Linked DNA regions of Mus musculus: region 2 is linked to region 1. Evidence: chromatin contacts called from public promoter capture Hi-C data. All regions are on one chromosome and are shown on one strand. The core of a region is the stretch at or near the end of the contact, and the rest is flanking DNA. Distances in the headings are between cores, read along the strand shown.

Region 1 (3,039 bases), core at 180-2,679:
GGCTCAGGGTAGCAGACAGGAGAACACAGCACACAGCTAGAGTTGAGTCCCAGCTTCTGCACAACTCCCAGGGTATACAAGGCAGAAAAAACCTCAGTTCAAACACATTCACTGCCAGCCATTTACTGAGGGGTGGCCCATGGATAAATGTATAACTTGGCTTTTCTCTGTTCCCTCCCACAACAGCTCCTGCTCACTGTTTCTGTTAGTGAAAGGACAGGACCTGGTTATGTATGGTGGTGCATGCCAGCACTCAGTAGGCTGGGGCAGGAGGATCACCATGAATCAAGGTCAACCAGAGCTATGTAACAGAACCTTGTCTTCCAGAGCTCGCCCCTCTCCCCGCCTTACTGTATATGTATATCATACATAGGGGTGTCAAGAGATAATAAGTCAAATAAATCAAGCCAGTTAAGACACTTGGTATATACTAAAGCACTATGAAAACAGCGATGCTTATGCCATTAGTATCATTGGCCATTTACACTAGTGATGGGAGAGGGCTGGGGGAAATGGCTCAGTGATAAGGGCTCCTTGCCACTACACCTGATGTCCTGAGTAAATCAGGATGGCATAAAAAATATAGCAATTACCCGAACATATCTGTGGATAGAAAATAAACTGCCACTGGGTGGGCAGTGGTGGCTCAAGCCTTTAATCTCAGCACTTTAGAGATAGGGGCAGGCAGATCTCTGAGTTCAAGGCCAGCCTGGTCTCAGAGCCAGTTCTAGGACAAGCAAGGGCTACATTGAGAAATCCTGTCTCGATAAGCAATCAAACAAACAAACAGACAAACAAAAAAATAAACTGCTTACCCCCGGTAAGGGAAGACAGTCAGTAGCAGAGCCTAAGAGCAAAGAAGGAAAAAAAGTCTTCTCTAGTAACCAGGGATGTGAGAGGCCAGCAGGCCAAAGGCCAAGAGGAGACGTCGCTCTTCTGGTGAGAGCCGGAGGGCAGCAGGCTGACCTCACTCTCTGCTCTGAGCACTTCCTTGCAGTTGCAAGTTCTATTGTTGTTTTCACAACAGTGACCACAGCATTGCTCATTTTTTCTTAATCATTTTCAAGTTTCATCCTCTAAGGTTTCCCTAAAATGGTCTGTTTCCTTCCCAGTCCCCCGTGCTAATCTGTATTAAAACAGTTAACATTTGGCTGCTTTGTCTAACTTCCTCAGTCACCAGTACCCTCCAGAAATGAACTGTTTTCATCTGCCCCACCTCCCACCCCATTCCTGCCCTGGCAGTTGGCACATGGGAGTTCTCAGGGTTGAGTCTCTCTATAGCACCTGCAAACACCAATCTGCCACCAATACTGCTCTGTCTTGTGGTGGAAAACCTGCGGCAGCAGTCTTTTTCAAAGTACTTAGGCTCCTGTGTATAAGTATGTTCGAGGCATCTCAGACTCAGGAGTGGGGACATGGTCTGGAGGGCTGATGGTCATGGGTTCTAACCACAGCTGTCAGGTACTTGATGTATTGCTCAGGATAAATCTACCTCTGTGGGCCTTATTTTTCTCTGCAGTCCCTATTACTTCTAAAACATTATCATTTTAAATGTGTGTAGCATCTAGAGCTGGAGAGACTGCTCAGCTGTTAAGTTATTCTCGCAGAGGACCTGGGTTTGGTTCCCAGAATCTATGTAGTGACTTCCAACTACCTGTTAACTCCAGTTCTAGGGAATTCAGTATCTTCTTCTGACCTCCAGAAGAAACACACACACACACACACACACACACACACAGGCAAAACAATCACATAATAAAGATAAATAAGCCTAAATTATTAAAAAAAAATACATATAGCACCAAAATAAAAACTGAGAAATAGATTCCCAGCAGACCTGACCCAGTAAGACATCTAAAAGGGTAATTCCTTCGGCTTGGGTGCTTGCAGGAAGGAAGAAGTCCTAGGCAGGCAGATGCACATTTAAGTCATTTAGGACTAGCTCTTCTCAGGGAAAGAAAGAAGACACCACCTCACTTTTCTTCCTTTTTCTTTATGACCAATCAATACAAAGCGGCCAGCGAACTTCAATCAAGCATTGTTCCAACTGATTTCCGGATCTTTTGCAGGAACTGGCCCTCAGCTGCAACCAGGGAGGGGCTGAAGAGTGGGGAGCTCTGTCCCACCTGCATCAGAGGCCTGGAAGCACTGAGCCATGCAGACCCAATCATGATCACTATCTGGGCAACAGGACCCTGGTTGGAGCCGCCCAGAAGGCCCTGTTTACAGTAATAACAGCACCAGGCCCTCTGTCTGAGCAGAGACAAGGCGCCTAGGGCTAGAATCCCCAGGCAGCCTCCATCTGTGCCTTATCTCTCAGCTAGCCAGGGACAGGGGGGTACGGAGAGGACAGCAAAGGCTGTTTGTTCTTAGACCCCAGTCTGGGCCTACAGATTTCAAGGTAAAGGTCTACATTATTTCTGACTGCACAGGCACAGAGCCCCTTTGGCCTCTTCTGCATTGCCTATTTAAATTGAGCACCAGCCTCTTAGGCTCAGCTCAGACCCTCTCCTCAAGGAAGCCCTCCAGGTGCCTTTGTTTTCACTCTTACACCTGGCAACCTCAGGAAAGCAAGTGAATAATGAGAGAATGGAGACTGGTATATGCAAAGCACCCACAACTCAGATGAGTGAATCTGCACACTTCATCCTGAGCCTTTCCTACTAGTTAGTTTCAGTGTTTTGGAAGGTAATGACTGCCCTGCAGAATCAACAGCCCAATCTTTAAACACACAGATGAGCTGCTTCACCAAGCCTCTCTGGGAAAGGACGGAACCAGATAGGAGCCTGACTCTACCTCTACCTCTGCCTCTGCCTGGCTGTGTGCTGTGGACAGGTCTTTTTAGAGCCTCTCTCATCTTACCTCCTTGGCCTGTCAGAGCCTCCTAACAAGAGTGGCCATATGACCACGGGAGGTGTGAGGGTGCAGGATGTTCTGCAATGGTAGCTGCTACTACACTATCTGTTCAAATGTTAAAGGCAAATGGTGAAGAATTTATCTGCAACCAAAATGACATTCGCTGGTCTAACTAAAGCTCAA
Region 2 (3,026 bases), core at 339-2,838, 340 kb before region 1:
CTGGGGGTGGCAAAATCAATGACTTTTCTAACTAGGGAAGCCCTGTGGCCTCCAAATTCACTGACATGTTTTGGAACAGCTAGAAATATGAGCAGCATGGATAACCTGCCCCTGAGCAGGGCCATTGCCAGGCAGAGTATAAAAGCAATCTATATATCATTAAGCTGTGGAAGCTACATTGGCAGCAGCGAATGTTGCAGCTTCTTGTGCAAGTACACCCTTCATGGAAGTGTTGACATGTGCCAAAGGGTACTCTGCACATCACTTCCTTCCTGAAAGCCTAAGAGTGTGTATGTTTGTGTATGCACAGAGCAGACAGACTAATGGATCTCTGTTTTCTGCCAGTCATCAGTGTGCCCTTGAAGCTAAGAGGGGATTCCAGCCCAGGAAACGTCCCTAGGTAGGCTTGGTCATTTGTGGGTTTTTCCCAGGCCTGACGTTAAGAATGGTGAGTGCATAGGCAGAATGAGGCCTGAATAAAGATGGGCTCTGAAAGGGGACTTCTGAGCAGGCCTAACTGTAGTCCTGGAAGTCTGAAGAAAGGGGGAGGGCATCATGGGTCAGCAGCACTGGGTGTCTAGAGAAATTTGGCCTGGCCCATTTGAAGGCAACAAGAACCAAACAGGATCTTGTCATCACATCTGAATAAAGCTCCATGAGCTGGCTGCAAAGCTGGACACGCATTTGCCTTTTTTTTTTTGCCACCTCTTTCCCGGGCCCCCTGGGGTATCTTGGCTTCTTGCATCCCACCTGAGAGCCGGAACCTGGAGCCATTGGTCCTGCCTTCTCACCCATCCTCCCTCTGTGAGAGTGTGTGTGTGTGTGTGTGTGTCTCCTGTCCTACGGCATCAGGGGCCCTGAGGCCTTCACCCCCAGTCTGAGACTAGTACCCTGATACCCCCACAACTCAGCCTGTTCTCTTACTCAGCTGTGGCTTCCTTTTTCCCTCCATCCTCAGAGGAATGAGAGCTGAGCAGAAGGCCAAGAGACAGGCTACTCTTCCTTTGGTATTTGTCCTCCCCTCTCCCTAAGGTGAAGGCTACGTCTATGTTTTACCTTTAGTCTTGTAAGGTACAGTGCAGTTCCTCGTCCTGCACCCCTACCCAAACCCCAGTGGAATGAGAAATCCCCCAATGGCTGTGTGTGGATGCACAACTTCTGGACCTAACTCCTAGAGATCCTGGATTCTGAGGGAGTTTTGCCCTGAATTCAGCAACCTAGGTGGTAGAGGGTAGGTGGACTGCTCAAAAGAAATGTGACTGTGCCACATAGAAGACAGCTTTTAGCCTCCTGCATCTGAACCAGGTATGAATCTATTCCCACAGGTCCTTCCAACCTGCTCCATCCCACTTGTCACCAGTTCTACCCTCTGGTGACAGAATCACAGACCTAAGAGCACAGCACTTTGCCCCAAGTGTGCGCATTGGTCGTTCTGCCCCAAGAGGTTCTGGCACATGCAGGGAGCATGGCTTCAGGGTTTTGTTTGATTCTAATTTTGTTCTTTCCAAGTACCAGTCTCTGAGCTACTGGAGCCAGTGTTGCGGAAGTGCCTTCCTGGCTATTTGGGGTCAGCTCTCGCTTGGCTGGGAGTTTTGTACACGAGCCAGGCAGGGAAGTTGCTCCTTCCTGTGGTGAGATTTTCTTGGGGCCAGGCAGCTATCCTGGCTGAGCCTTAGAGCTCCAAGAAGCTATTCGGGGCTTAGGAGCCAGGTAGGAAGATCTAAATTTACTGAAAACGAACCTGTACAAGTGGCTGTGGCTGTGTGTGAAGGCTGGTGTTAAGTGATACACCTGACCTTGGGGTGAGGGATGGGAGTGGGGGAGCTTGAGAGAAACTACGATATTAATGGGCCAGTGAGGCACTGAATGTAAAAAGGTCAGTGGTTCAATTTGGGGTTCCCAGTACTAATAAATACTGCCTCCTTGGAGTTTGTTCTGGAGAAAGGAAAGTTGGCTGTGAAGGGTGGAAGGGGCAAGACAGGTACAGACCTGTGAGAGACTCATCTTTCTCACCCCTTCGCTAACCTTAGAGAGAGGGGTGAGGTAGATAGAGGATTCCTGTGAGTTTGGAGAGGGGCCCATTCGGAACAGCCTGCTTTCGATTGGGATTCCTAGCTAAGAAAGTGAAAGTGAAAATAGGTGCTCGATTTCCTAGAAGCTGACTGCTGCCTGCCCTTCCCAGAAGGAGGCTGGCAAGCTGGCAAACGGACTGTTGCTTCCCAGGTAAGTCCCTGGCTTTTAGTACTTTCTCTCCTTCCTAAGGGGGTATAAGTTATATAAGTGCTGTTTGGAGCTGGTATGAGAGAAAATTGTTACTATTAACACCAGCAGTGCCTTAAGTGTGGATAGCCCAGCTGGTGGCTACAGGTCTGCCCTCTAAACTACCAGCTCAAATGGGTGTCAGTAACACTGCCTGAGGGAAAGAACACAGATGTAGGGCTAGCTGACTTTTACTTATTTTTTTCCAGAGGAAGTCACAGACACCAGACTTGCTTGCAAGTCATCATGACCATGAGACACTGCTGGACAGCAGGTGGGACATTAGGCTTTGTGGCTCTTAAAGGAATGGAGCTATGTGGCTAACTCTGCTACCCAACACCCCCCACCCCAAGGAAGTTCCATCCAATTCTTCCATTGCTGTAAGCGCCTATGTAGCTACTTTGGTTCTGGCTCCATTTCAAGGCTCCTTTGCACTACATTCAGCAGAGCCGAGGGGTGGGGGCTAAACGGTCTCCACCCACTCAGGTTCCTGGTGAGAACCTAGGAGTATCTGGGTCGAGGTCTGTTCCTACCCAGGTAGCAGCTTGTCCCCAACTAAGATGGGTGCTAGAAAGCTGAGCTTCAGTTTTATTTACAGCTGTAACTGTTTGTTCCTCAGGCCCCAGTTCTTGGTGGGTCCTGCTTTTGTATGTCCATGTCATTTTGGCCAGAGCCACATCTGCACCTCAGACAACTGCCACTGTCTTAACTGGAAGCTCAAAAGACCCATGCTCTTCCTGGTCTCCAGCAGTCCCAACTAAGCAGTA

Evidence for each region. Promoter capture Hi-C pulls out the DNA fragments that hold promoters and counts their contacts.
Region 2: a contact with region 1 is called in a promoter capture Hi-C map of the HPC-7 cell line. The contact joins the promoter of Il18bp here to the enhancer-like site in region 1. A contact is called at or near these places in 12 of 39 promoter capture datasets (the 3T3-L1 cell line, the C10 cell line, the HPC-7 cell line and 7 more), 1 of 484 Hi-C or Micro-C datasets (bone marrow-derived macrophages), 5 of 115 datasets of contacts at active chromatin or transcription factors (double positive thymocytes, embryonic basal ganglia, extraembryonic endoderm stem cells and 2 more) and 3 of 9 other capture datasets (adipose tissue, liver and macrophages).

What each region holds. Positions count from the first base shown.
Region 1 is chr7:101,681,016-101,684,054 of GRCm38.p6, reverse strand. All of the region lies in intron 2 of Clpb (ClpB caseinolytic peptidase B), which reads right to left. Among named protein-coding and RNA genes, the nearest start is that of Clpb, 19 kb to the right of the region's middle. Within about 2 kb of position 1,429, at least 25 of the 459 cell types and tissues checked have an H3K27ac peak or open chromatin away from gene starts, as enhancers often do. A contact at or near this core is called in the HPC-7 cell line and stem cell-derived epiblast-like cells, where this site is marked.
Region 2 is chr7:102,016,794-102,019,819 of GRCm38.p6, reverse strand. It overlaps Il18bp (interleukin 18 binding protein), which reads left to right and starts at 1,588. Exons shown (of 7, transcript NM_010531.2): 1 at 1,588-1,710; 2 at 2,156-2,223; 3 at 2,469-2,533; 4 at 2,879-3,026. The coding sequence starts at 2,506. Rnf121 (ring finger protein 121) reads left to right here. Exons shown (of 9, transcript NM_029211.3): 9 at 1-683.